Regions from separate parts of the Mus musculus genome. Here region 1 is linked to region 2. A link is a contact called in public promoter capture Hi-C data. All regions are on one chromosome and are shown on one strand. The core of a region is the stretch at or near the end of the contact, and the rest is flanking DNA. Distances in the headings are between cores, read along the strand shown.

The links. Promoter capture Hi-C pulls out the DNA fragments that hold promoters and counts their contacts.
Region 1: a promoter capture Hi-C map of liver shows a contact between it and region 2, with 5 times the contacts expected there. The contact joins the promoter of Ggt1 here to the promoter of Adarb1 in region 2. A contact is called at or near these places in 1 of 39 promoter capture datasets (liver) and 1 of 9 other capture datasets (pancreatic islet).

What each region holds. Positions count from the first base shown.
Region 1 is chr10:75,559,227-75,566,360 of GRCm38.p6, reverse strand. It overlaps Ggt1 (gamma-glutamyltransferase 1), which reads right to left and starts at 2,229. Exons shown (of 15, transcript NM_001379537.1): 1 at 2,103-2,229; 2 at 1,456-1,540. Lrrc75b (leucine rich repeat containing 75B) reads left to right here and starts at 6,031. Exons shown (of 4, transcript NM_198860.2): 1 at 6,031-6,405. The coding sequence starts at 6,241.
Region 2 is chr10:77,415,895-77,422,325 of GRCm38.p6, reverse strand. It overlaps Adarb1 (adenosine deaminase, RNA-specific, B1), which reads left to right and starts at 4,053. Exons shown (of 11, transcript NM_001024837.2): 1 at 4,053-4,231. It overlaps Gm17769 (predicted gene, 17769), which reads right to left and starts at 3,950. Exons shown (of 1, transcript NR_027377.1): 1 at 1,387-3,950.

The sequences.
Region 1 (7,134 bases), core at 980-3,479, 1.9 Mb after region 2:
TAGGAAGAAACCTGTAAGCTTAGAGGCTGGAGCTGGAGACTTCCTGAAGAGGCAGCTTCGGACAAGTCATGGGTGGTGTGGAGGAGGTCTCTTGACTTCCCTTGGCCTCACCCTTGAACTCTTAAGGTGTCAGGGCTGGAAAAGCCTACGTGCCTAGACCTTGAAAGTTCGGCTAGTCTGGACTTTGAGAACCCTGTGAGGCTGGTGAATATATCACCATGCTGGGTAACCCATTAACCCCGGCTTGCTCATTAAGACCCTTGCGGGTGTCTCTTTGCTCCTTGGTTTGCTCTGGGGAACTGGGCAGAGGGCAGCTGTGAGAAGGGGTGTTGGTGTGGACACTGGCCCAGCGGGGGCTCTCTGTGTGTTTAATTTCTGCAAGAGCTTTTGCTGGACAGTGTGGCCTAGGGCGGGGCTACACCACCTGCTCCTTTCATCTTAAGGTCACTCCTCTTTTAGGAGTTCATGCCCTGGGGGGACCTTGGCCAGGCAGGAGACTTAGGAACACATTTAGGGGGTGGCTTGGGGAATTACTCCAGCTCCCCTGCAGAGAAGTGGGTTCACAGTGGTCCCCAAGGCACTTCCTGTTTCAAAGGGCTTATCTTCCCGCACTCCATCTTAGAAAACCCGGTCCTAGTAAAGCCAGACTTGAGCTGTCAGTACCGGAAACCAAATGCTGGAGGGTTGCAGCTTAGTGGGTTGGGGAGGGGTTCAGCCAACCACTTCCTGAAACTCTCTTCGTACAGTCCAACCACACCCCATGGTAGTACTGACTTACCTGAATGTCAGGAAGCTCTGGGCAGGGCTTGAACCCCCAGTGGGTAAGGTTCACAGCTGAGGTCGATAGTCTAAACCTCAGAAGTCAGTTCAAGTAATTGAGATGGGTGGGTCCTTCCCTCCCCACACTCCGGTTCTCTTGGGACAGGATCTCCCTCCCCACCCTGAAAGCCAGCAACCCTGAGACTCCCCTGGTAAACTGGTGGGATGAAACTGACTTCAAATCCAAAGTCACAACAGCTTAATGAACGTGAGGATCACAGATTCTCAACCTTCCCTCTGATTTTCCAACACCCTAGAAAAGTCCACCCTTGGGGGGAGTTCTTCATCTCTAAAAGCAGCTGGCAAGTTCTCCCCTAGCGTCGAGCCCCAGCTTGTGACTCCTTCGGCTCATTTTGGATGGGTCTGGTCTCAGACCCTTCTAATCATCCCAGGCCACAGATCACAGATGCAGGGGACACCCATGCCCTGTGACTACCTGCATAGAGTGCCTGACCACACATAGACCACAATGACCAGACAGAAGAATCCGTAAATGGGCCACTGTTACCCAACGGTGTTGAGGAAGTACTCTCTGAATGACCACACCACAGCAAGGTCAGATTTTCTGCCTTCTGCCCCCCCCCCCCGCAAGCCTGGCTTTTTGGTGCTGCCCGTTCACCCCATCCCAGTACTCGCCTTTGGTGTGAGTGGAGCCTGTACTTAGCCAAGCGCGTGGGCCTCCGGGATGGTCAGCTTGTTAATTCCTGGGAGCATTCAGCATCTGGTGAGTGAAGTCCAACTCCAGAATTCATCAGCAGAATAACAGAAATGTGCACCCCATAGCTCCCGGTTTCATGCCTGACCTCCCTGAGAGCTGGGGACCTGGGAAACCTTCCCTTTCTGGCCTTGGTTTCCTCTCCAGAGAGGATCAAGGGAGCTTGAGGACTGGATGAAACAGACAGACTTCAGAAGGCTCCAGAGCTCTTCAAAGCCTCAGTGTTAGCCTGGCTCTGACTCCCAGCTCTGCAGTCACTTCTGCCCCCCTTCCTGCCCGCCCCCCTTCTCAGGTGGCATTTATTGTATCACCTGGTAATTATCTGTGCTGTCTGGCATCTCTAGGGGGGGCTGGGAGGGAAGCCCTGTCTTACCCATGTCCTGGTCTCCTCACTCCCGCCCCTACCATCACATGCCACAGTCTGCAGGAAAGCCAACTAACTCACTTGTGTCTCACAGCCTCCTGGACCACAAGGCAAGCAAGCACACCTGTCCACCCACAACCTCCCTGCGACTTAATTGGTACCTAAACCGCCCAACAATTTCCCTACACTCCGTCCTCAGCTTACCCAGAGCTCCCTTCCTCTTTACATCTTCCATGCTGAGCTATATCACATTGCACATAGAGTCCAAGTCTGAGCCACCCGCTGTGTCAGATGCCCAAGGTCAACAAGTCCTAACCTGAGCTAAGCAACTACCTTCCACAAACCTCTACCAGCCACAGAAGCCAGAGTCCAGCCCTTCAGAAGCCACCCCCTGCCTCTTCACTGGTCCCTTCCAATTGGTGTTATCTGTGACCTCCTCCAAGCCACACCTAGTACCCTCCCCCACCACTCCTATCACCTGGTGACGCTTGCTCACCAGTGGTTTGCAAGGCTGCTGTTACCTTAATGGAACATTTTCCTCTCCCGCTGGAAAACCCTTCAAAGGCCCCCATTTGCCCTGCAGAGAAATTCTTGCCTTGCTGGTGCCTGCCCCTGCCCTTTCTCTGCCCTCAATGCTCCTGCCAGGACATTTTACAGGCTAAAGTCGTCTTCCTTCAGACTCCGCTAACTTATGACACCTCCCAAAATCTTTCTTGGCTCCCAATTCTGAGGAAGTCTAGGCTGCATGCACAGTGCCCAGTCCTGAATGGATCGATGCTGAGGAGTGAATGGTTAGGCTCACTGTAAAGTAAGAAAGAGGGGCTAGGTGTGGCCCAAAGGTAGAACGATCGCCAAGCATGCCAAAGATCCTGGACTCAAATATCAGCACTGATAGGAGAAGAAAAATGTCACAGAAGATTAATCACGTTAAAGAATAAAGGCGCACTTATGCAACACTATGCTATGCCAGTCTCTAATCCTATAATGCCATCGCCATTTTACAGACAAGGAAACCGAGGGTTTCAGAGGCTTCTGTGGTGTCTTGTTTTTTTTTCCCCCTTCCACCAAGTTCATGCCCACTAGGGAGAGCTCAGAGTGTGACCTTATTTAGAAACAGAGTCTTCACAAGGTAATTAGTTCGGATGAGATCATACTGGATTAGGGTAGGCCCTAAATACAGTAATTAGTGGTCTTACAAGATGGCCGGTTGGGTAGTCGCACAGGGAAGACAGCCATGTGGAGTAGGAAGCTGAGGTCAGCGCGACACAAGTACAAGCCAAACAGCCTCAAGGATTGCCAGGAAGCTCAGAAGGAGGGGAGGCAAGGAAGGATATGGCCCCATAGTCCTGGGGGCAGTGGGGGAGAGGTGGGGAGCACGGCTCTGCTTACATTAGATTTCAGGCTCCCAATAACCGGGACTTGCTGTTTTAAGCCATTGAACTTGGGGCGCCAGGTTGAAACCATCACAGGACCCTACTTTGTCTATGGCTACACACTCGGCCAAGAGCAACACAGGGAACGGAAAGCCTCTTGCCGCCTTTCCTTCTGGGGAAACTCCGTCTGCAGGCAGAAGACCCATTCCTGACAGAGTAAGCTCAGGGAAATGGTCTCCACGGAGGATCTATCTGCCTCCTTCCTCCCAGAGAAGGTTTCAAAACCATTCGGTGGCTGGGCGTGGCAGGTCAAATCTACTTTGGAAGTAGATAGAGGAAGATCAGGAGTTCAAGGTCATTACCAGCTAAGTAACTGAAACCAGCCTAGGCTATGTGAGACTATCCCAAACAAACAAACAAACAAACAAACAAGGAACAACAAACAACAGAGACTGAGTCCTAGTCACGATTACCAGGAAGCTGGAGATGACCTGATTACAGATGACCTGGCCGAATTAACAGCCTTGAGTTGGTTTGAGTTTGGGCTTTCTGACTGTGTGAAAGAGACCAATGGTGGAGCTGGTTCAGTTCCATACCCTTCTGTATGTAGCCTTCCACCATACTTGCCAGGCACTCATATCTTGGCTTCCTCTCCACGCCTGATGGGTTACCTCACGAGTAGTGAAGGTCTCAGAACAACTGAGCTATAACTGCTGCCCATAACTTATCCACAAACAGTTCCCACGTGGGGCCTTATATGTCCCCACCAAGACCTGAAGTCTGAGGACATCCTCCCTCTCATACTCCCTGCCTCCCATGTATATAGTATTCTGCTTACATGCATGCAGAAGAGGGCATCAGATCCCAATACAGAGGGTTATGAGCCACCATGTGGTTGCTGGGGATTGAACTCGGGACCTCAGGAAGAATAATCAGTGCTCTTAACCACTGAGCCATCTCTCTAGTTCCCTGCCTCCCATTTTTTTATACCCCCATGGGTTTAGCTAAGGGTGACAAGGCTGCCATGAGGAACCCAGGTCAACCCTCTATGCCCAACATCATCCCCAGAGATTGAGAAGACAGCATCAGATCTCTGCCTCACTGTGGGATTGCCAACGAACCCTGCTGCCCAGGACAGCTCCTGGGAGAAGGGCCAGCAGCCTTCAGCTCAGTAGACTTGGGAAACCCGTGAGGTAGAATGATATCCTCACTCCAGAGGAGACAGCTCAGTCTATGGGGGCTCTTGTCCAAGTCACAGAAACAGTGCCCAAGAGCCAACTCACCTAGGCACCAGGATAGCAGGCGAACGAAAGCTCGCCCAGGGATCTGGGTCCAGAATTCACACTTCCTTTTTTCCTGGAAAAAAAGAAAAAGGTCCTCTAGGAATTTCTCCGCCAGGGAGAGTCACAGAGGAGGAGCTGGGTGTGGGGGCAGTCCTCTACCTGCCACAGGACTAAGTTCTAGGCATTGTGACACTTCCAGTCCAGGCCAGCTCCTTTCTTTCTAGCTTAGTGTCCAGCCTTCCCTCCCTCCCTGCTTTCTCCTCCCCCTTGGCTCCCACCTTCCTCTTCTCGCACTCCAAGGTATGATGCCTAGCCCTGGCTTAGCCTCCGGAAACAACACGGTCAGGATCTGGGAGGAATCCATGTCTGTCTCCAGCCCCGAGGATGCAGGGAAGAAGAGGGTTTACCTGGCTCTCAGCTCTGGACAAGGGGGTCTGAGAAGGCCCTGGGATACTTGGACTGGAAGCTCAAAGCTCTGGCATTCGCACACTGTCAATTCAGCCACAGCCTTGGCCCTGGCAGAGGGCAGACTGGGTCGTCATGCAGGTTTGCCAGGGAGGAAACCTGTCGTGCCAAGGTGGCCGGCCCTAGGACAATGATGCTGCAGAGGAGGGGATGGGAGGCTGCGTGGAGGGTAGCGGGGGAAGAAGGTCCAAGAATCAGGAAGGATGCTGACTTCTGCCATGTCTGAGGGTCTCAGTCCTAGGGCATCACAAAGCCTGACATCCAGTCTCTCACCTCTACCTTCAGTTTCTGGTCAAGCATTGCTTGACCCAAAGGAAGGATTCTGGCAGGTATCTCTCACTAAATGCCCTAGGATGGGTCTACTCTCACATCCTTCAGCTAGGCTTGCACACTTGCCCCGCCGTGCATCCCAGACTCAGGCCGGACACATGTTTTTTAATTAGGAGGAGGGGTGAGGGGGGCAGAGTCTAGAGTGCAAAGCCACAAAAGCCCCCTCCTCTGTAATATGAGAAACCGGGATCGTGTGTGGCTGCATCGAGCATCAGGCTTCCAACAGGAACTGCTGAGGAAACCCCCACAGGAGCTAGATGCTCTTCAGAGGAGTCAGGGACCCTTTAGAACCAGGAACATATATGCAGGGCCTGGCGCCAGGCTGCCCAGAGCTGGGCTTAGCCTGTTCATCTCTCAGGCATGGGGGGATCAGAGGAAGCCAACTATGCTCAGCCTGCCTAGGCCTGCTTCTGTCCTCCTCTGAGCAGTAAGTATCATCCGGTATTTGCCGAGGCTGCTAACACCCACACTGAGTGGACAAGGCAGATGGATCCACTTGCTTGCAGGGGCGATTCCTGAAACAGGGTGCAGGCTTTGCCTAAAGCACCCTCACCCGCCTGAAGCACTTTTTGTACAGACAGACGACGATTTTCCCCCCCAAGTCAGCCCCGACTGGGGCCACATGATTGAGAGGTGCCAAATGCCACCTTGTCCTCCGCAGCGTCCGCCCTGGCTGCTCCCGGGAAGAGCTCCAACACCAGGTCGTACGCGGGCGGGGCCCTCGACAACGAAACCTCTGCCAAAGAGGAGTGACCCTGGGCTCCACGCTGGCGGCCAGTGCTTGGGCGCGCAGCCGTAGACCCGGCATTGCCCATCCCGCGCATCCCGGGCGGGGCGCGGCGCGGCTAACCCGCCTCCCTTCCATCCTCCCGGCGCCCGCCCGCGGCGGCCATGGGGGCGCGGCTGGGGCGGCGGGCGAGAGCAGATGCCCCTGCGGCGCCGAGTGCGGGGCCCGCGCCCTACGAGCGCCGGGTGCGCTGGCTGCGAGAGATCCAGTCCACGCTTCGGGAGCGGCGGCCGGAGCGCGCTCGGCAGCTGCTGCGCCTCCTGCGCCAGGCGAGAGAAAGAGCGGGGCGGCCCGGGATTGAGGGTGTCAGGGAGGGGCCGGGGTTGCGGGCTCAGGGGTGGGTGCGTTTCTAGCGGCACGCGGGGTTTGCAGGCGTTGTGCTTCTTGCCTGGAGGGAGGTTGCAGATTAAAGTGGGGGGCCAGGTGGGGCTGGTGGATTGCTTGCTAAAGATGGGGCTGGCACGTTGGGACACTGGGATTTGAAGTCTGACGTGTTGAGTGTGTGTGTTGAGGGACCTCCAGTCTGGAGCTAAGAGCCCAGATTTGGACCTTTTCGAGAGCCGGAGTGGGCATCTCTCACTAAAGGACAATGGGAAGAATGCAGCTCCCCATCCTGCAGGAAGAAAGGAAGCAGCAGATCTGGGAGAAGAGGTCCTGGGAGGCGTAGCCCCGATGGTCAGGAGACAGATACCATAACAGCCCAGACAAAGCCACAGCGCACGCACCTTTCTGACAGGCAGCTTGAGCCCACCGAGGATACACAACCACATTTGTACATTGCATCGCCACATCTGGCCCTTTGGGAGACACATTCGGTACCTTAGCCAGATTTCCTGAGCCCTGAGTTGCCCTAGGGAGACAGGGATGCCTGTCCCAGCATGACCCCTAGGCAAATCACTTCCTACTCAGCCTCTTCACCCTCGGCTGTAGCTGATGCTCCCTCCCACCGTGAAGGTAGTAGCCGCTTAGAGTTAGAGAAGCTGGGAGAAATGATGAGC
Region 2 (6,431 bases), core at 2,804-5,303:
TGCCTCTGCCTCCCAAGTGCTGGGATTAAAGGCATTCGCCACCACGCCCGGTCTTACTTTTTCTAAGAGTGTTTCTCCAAACAGAAACAATGCTGGATTTTATTAGAAGCTTTGTATTCTCATCTCCACCCCCCCTTTTGAGATAGGGTTTTATTCTGTAGCCCATTCTATCCTCAGCCTTGAATTGATCCTCCTGCCTTGGCCTATTTATTGCTAGCACTATGGGCTTGATCCAAGGTTGGCTTCTCAAAAATCCTTCTCTGAAGCTCCCGAGATGATACAATGCTGCCCCATGTAAACATGTGAACACAAAGTCATGGTTTGGGAAAATATGTAATTTGAACACGCCATTGTTTGTGGCTGGAGTTTGGTTTGCTGAGTGCTTCCCTCTGGCTCTGTAATAATTTTGGATTTTATTAGTGAAGTTAGTCTATACTTGTTATTCTTCTTAAGTTTTGAAGTCAGAGAGTGATTCAGTGGTAGAATGCTCCATGGGTCCCAGAGTTTGATCTGCACCACAAAAATAAAACTTAAGAAAAGAAAATGGGGCATGGGATTTGAAGTTTTTCTCTTTGTAGATAATAGCATCCCCAATACACGGCTGAATCTTCAAGGTCACTCTAACCTCCTGTTTTCAAACCCAGTGGGTTTTCATCTTTTCTTTTGTTGGCTTATTTCTGGGGTCCTCCTTTGTCCTAGCTTCTCTTTTCTCCTCTCTCCACTCTCTTTAGGTGGTTGGTGACCTCTTCTACCTCCTTGGGTCTTCCATGGATGTCCTCCTTCTGACTCTCTTCTCTTGTGTTGCTATCTGCCTTCCTGATACTGTTTGAGCATCTGACAGACTTGCACACTCAACAGAGCCTAAAGGGCCTCTATCTCCCCCCTCCCCCGCCACTCCCACTGCAACACTTACCTTACCATCATCTTCCCCAGCACCAGATGGCAGTCCTTCTTGTGGGTTTCCCCCCTCAGGCTGTGGCGGTCAGTCCATCCCTCCTTAGTCTTACTGACAGCTATTTCCCAAAATAATTCCTTGCAGTGCCACCTGACTTAAGCTCTCTGCATCCAATCTGGGACCCTGGGTTAGCACTGATGCTGGTACCCATCAGCCATTGCTCTTTACTACTAGTGCTGCTGTTTACTTTTTCCTTCCCTAGAAGCCCACACACTTTGATGGGGGCTGATCTAACTCCCAACTCCAAAAGGTAGAGCCTACTTGGCTCATTTTTTTTTTAATATAATGGGCCAGATGGCGAATATTTTAAGCTTTGTATATCACATAAGCCCATTGCATATTTCACCCCTCATTACAATGCGAACTGTAGAATAATTTCTTAGGTTGTGAAGTGCACAAAAGCGGGCCACAGATCTGTCAATCCCCTGTGTGATTTAATCATCCAATTTATTTCACCTCCTGGTATTTGAGGGAGGGTGTAAGAGTCAAGGGAGGTAGTCAGTATAACTCCACAGGAACACTGGCAGCAGTTCTAATTCCTGAGGTGAAAATACTCTTTCCTCCATCTTGGGCACCCTCACTACCATCTTCACTCATGCTAAAGGAACCGCTCAAATACCACAGGCCTCCTATTTCCTTCAATAAACTATATAGCCATACACACACACACACACACGGATATTGTTGAGACTTGCCCCCAGCATAGCTATAGCCATTTTGCTCCATGCTTGCCAGCTATTTCATATTGTTGCTGTAATATCCCTGGTAGTCATTGATGCAAAAAAATAATTTGACTCAGAGCAGGGTCATACTGACCAGACCACATACCCTGTTATGTTTTGTATGTTATGAGGCTTGTTAATTTTAAGAAATTCCACAGCCATAAGCTTCACTTAGGACCCATCAAATTAAAGTTCAATATGAGCTGTTATGTCTAAAATGGCTTGAGTCAGGGCTGACCACCAGGCAAGCACTTCCAGCACCTGTGTATGAGCTCATTGTGGTTTTTGTGGGCTTAGCCTTTGTAAGCTGGCCCTGAGAAATGTCCAGCTCACAGCTTTTTAGCTTTCAAGCCTGAGCTGTTGCCCTGGTCGATCAGTCTTTAGGTGTGTGTTCAATAAACCAACCTGACTGAATCGGTGTTCATGTGGTTTGTGTGGCGACTCCTGAACTACTGATATATATATATATATATCCCAATTCACATTTGTATGTGTTATGATTCCTAAGACTCCGCCATCAAGTCTTTCTGGTCACCAGTGATGGACCAGATTTCAGGTGGATCAACATCTTTCCTATAGATGGAATGATCTGTCCAGTTTCACAGCTATGTGTCATAGTGGGTTTGCAAAGTTCAAGTCCAACATACCTGCTCCTTACATTGAACTGCCTCCCAGTTATGCTATTTTCTGGCATCCTGACCTGTTCTACTTCCAGACTATGAAGATGAAGATATCTTTCTAGCCAATTAACCCATCCATGCATATGACACCACCAGACAGATACCTGGAGGCTGTCAAAATGTCATTTTCTAGCTTCTGTTTATGTGCTCTGTTATCTTCACTTCAAGCTAGTTTTTTTGGCAGTGTACACAGCAGAGAAAGAAGGTCATTCCACTTAATCCTGGTTGAGACCGCAGAGTTCTGTTTTTGCTGTAACAATCCACAATGAACCAAAGATCTATCAAAGCGACCATCTCAGATGAGCATACTTCCTTTGTCCAGATCTCTGTCTCTCATATGTACTTGTGTCAGATCAGCATCTTCAATTCAGTCAATGAGTCACAGGAACACAGGTGATGTGCACAGGGGATGAAAAGGCTGGAACTTGCTCTCTTGTGGCCAAACCACAGCCATTATGAGAAGCAACGAGAGCTAGCTTACTAACAGTAGGTAACACATGACATAAGGGAGTGAGGTCATCTATGAAGCAGAGATGAACCAAACCAGCTGAACACTGCATAAAAGCTGCTATTCATCAGACTTACAAACCATGACTTTAAGTTACTAAGTTCTGGGGTAGTGTGATACCTAGAAACAGACACATTTGTCCTTGTGCACATACTTGTATGTGAAGCTTGACATCCTGGTAGGTGTTCCAAGAGTGATGATCTCTACTTACTTGCCAACAAGTGCACCCGTAGGCACTGCCTGGTGCCCACCTTTTAGGCAGGCTGAAGAATTCATTGAGTGGCTAGCTGGTCCAAAGGACATGTTTTTGTGATGGAAGCAGATGTGGACCGGCTACAACACTACTCCTGTGGTCAGTTCATGCTTCCGATTCTGGACCTCTCCAGGCCCCGTTCTGGGCATAGCACCCCAGGTTAAGACAATCTGGCGAGGAACCACACAAGTTGTTGACCACATCTTGGATGCTCGACACAGTACTTTACCTACCTGCACTTGTCTTTTACTAGACCTTTTTCTTTTTAAACAAACGTGGAAACAGACAATGCAAGCACAAGACACATCTGGTATGCCTAAGAGGTGGCAGAGCCTGAACTTGACCCTGGGGTCTAGGTTAAAAACCGGCCATCATTTCTAGTGACCACCAGTAGACACCCTGCTTCACAAAATCATGTCCCTGCTCCTCTCCCTACTTATTTTCAAGGTCTACGGAGGTGGGTGTCAGTGGCCAGGGCCAGCTCTCAAAACTGGACGAAGGCCCAGGGACGATTCTTGCGGGATGCCAGGGTACCACGTACGGGGTGTAGTAGGTCTTCAAGCGGCGGTCACAGTCGCACTTCAGTGGCTTCGCTCTGATTTTCCCTGCCCCATTCCCAGATCCCACAGGATCTCTAGGATCCTTGGTCCCACCTGTCCCCTTAGGTCCCATCCGAGGCTCCTGCCCGCGAGTTCGAGAACCCCGCCCCCGTCGATCTTCTCGGTGCGTGTCGGAGGCTCCCTTCCGCTTCGAGTCTCCCTAGCGACGCACGACCTGTTTTGGTTCTAACCGCTAACCCTCGCAGTTCCCGCCGCCGCGAGCGAGTCCGGACGTCGGCTCCGGGCAGGAGGCGCGCACGTCAGCGTGGAGCGCTGGCTCCACCCCTGCAAGCGAGCACGCGCGCGCGGCTGCGGCGGCTGGGGCGGGGCGAGCCGAGGGGGCGGAGCCGCCGGCGCCGAGGCTAGAGGCAGAGGCTGAGGCAGCGGCTGAGGCTGAGGTGGCTGAGGCTGAGGCGGCGGCGAGGGGCTCCTAGCTGGGGCCGCGGGGCTAGCCGAGGCCGCCGCAGCGCCCAGAGCCAGACGCCGGCAGCCCGCGGGCGCAGCGTGAGCGGAGGTAAGGCGGCGGGGACGCGGGCGGCCGCGTTTATGTAAGCGCGGGGCAGGTGGCTGAGGCCGCGCAGCGCCGGCGGCCGCGGACCTGACCACCGACCCCAGACCCTATGGTGCGGGGCCCGGGCCCGCGGCGAGCTGCGGGGTCCCTGGCGCATCCCGGGCGGCGCGCGGAGGGCGGGCCGCGGTCCTCTTGGATGCGCTGCGCTGCAGGAGGAGGCTGCGCCCAGGACGGCTCGTCCGCTCCTGGAGGCGCCGCGTCCGCGTGGGATGCGCTGCGCCGCGGCGAGCCGACCGTGCGCCTCTCGGACAGGAGGTTGTGCCCGCGGAGAGGACCCTGTACTCCAGGGAGGGGACCTGTGCCCATCAGAGAGGAGACTGCGCCCGGGGAGGGGAATGGTGTACCGGGCGGAGGGGACCTGTGCTCCGGGGAGGGGACCCTGTACCCCGGGAAGGGACCTTTACCCAGCACAGGGGACACTGCACACCGGGAGGGGGACCTTGTGCCCTGCAGAAGGAAAGCTGCGTCCGGGGATGGGGACCCTGTATCCTAGAGAGGGGACCTGTGCCCTGCAAAAGGAAAGCTGCGCCCTGAGAAGAGACACCCTGTGTCACTCTGAATCTGTGTCCGGGGATGGGGACCCTGTGCCCTGCAGAAGGGACCATGTGCTTGGTAGAGGAAAGGTTGAGCTCTGTATTCTGCAGAAGGGACCAGTGCCTAGCAGAAGGGAGGCTAAGCTCAGGCTGGGGGGTGGGAACCCTGTGCTCTGAGGAGAGGAAGCTGCACCAGGGGATGGGGACTTTGTGCCCTGCAGAAGGGACCATGTGCTCCGCAGAGGCGAGACGGCGCCCAGAGGAAGGGCACAGGGAGGGAACCCTGTGCCCTGCAGAGTATACTCTGAACTCCGAGGAGGGAGACCCTAACCCTATATCCCACAGAGGGAAAGCTACGCCCAGTGAGAGCATCTTGTGTCCTGCAAAGGAGACACTGCGCTCCCACGGGGTGGACACCGTAACCTAGGTGAGGCAGGCTGCTTTTTTGGTGGTCCATGCCCCTTCCGAGGGCTCAGAGCCCACATGGGCGCCGAGCGCCTGGGAGACGAAGTTCCGAGTACCCAGCGCGAGTACCCAGCGCGTCTGCTGTTTGTGGGAGCCATCTGGGACATTAGGGGTTGGAGGTGAATTTTGACGCGCACACATAGGCAAGAGGAAAATCACTGTGTGGTGTCTGTGTGCAAGGGAAATGTCAGATGGGGCTGTGGACGCTAGACTAGTGGCGCCGGAGTCGCCTTTGGAGGACCAGAAAAGTGTTCCGTTCGGGATTTATGAGGGGGATATCCGCACTGGAGTGTCTGGTTGGAGGTCAGTGTTTTCACCTAGCAGGTTTGGGTTACTTCTGATGAGGGCATCCTTTTTTTTTTTCTTTTTTTGAAAATCATTTATTGTATTCCATTCTGGAAGTATAACGAAAAGAAGCCCGATAGCAAACTTGGTCTTTTTACTGGTAGGTGCGGTAATTAAGATGATCAAACATTAGTTTTTACTGAGAATAGGAATAATGTATTAACCCTCTTTGTTCCTTTGAAAGGAAGCTGCATTTTTCCAAACCTGTTTTTGTCTCAAGACAAAACTGTTTGTAAAAGCCAGCTGTTTTTGTTTTTTGTTTTTTCTTTCTCCGGGGATGGATGAAACTTCTTTACCCTTCTTCCTTGAGACAGTTCCCTGGAGGGAAAGAGAGAAAAAAAAGGAGGCAGAAGGTAGGTTGGGACAGCTCCTTTTGGAATGAGAGAATTAATGGTCCCTTGGTACAGGATCCTCCAAGGGGCAGATTCACAGCATGGGCCTCCACAACAGGAGCTTGATAAATAGTGGATGAGACACACTGGGCTGGGTGCTGTGATCCCACAGTGGTGGGGAGGTGGAGTCCACAGGCTTTGAAAGGAATGTGTTCTCCATGCCTGTTAGATGTCAAGGGGTTTCAGAAACTGGGCACACTCAGCTACTTCCACGTCAGCTGTGACGCTCCAGTTGGAAGGAGCAAAGGAGACCTTTCTGCAAGGACATTGTTGAAGAGAGAAACTGATGACGCGTATCTTCCATGATGTGTCCATTCAGTCATTGCTGGTAGGCCCAGACAGGAAGATTAGCTACCAAGAAATAACATCATCCTGAAAGCACATCTTGGCTCATAGGCAAATTCACTT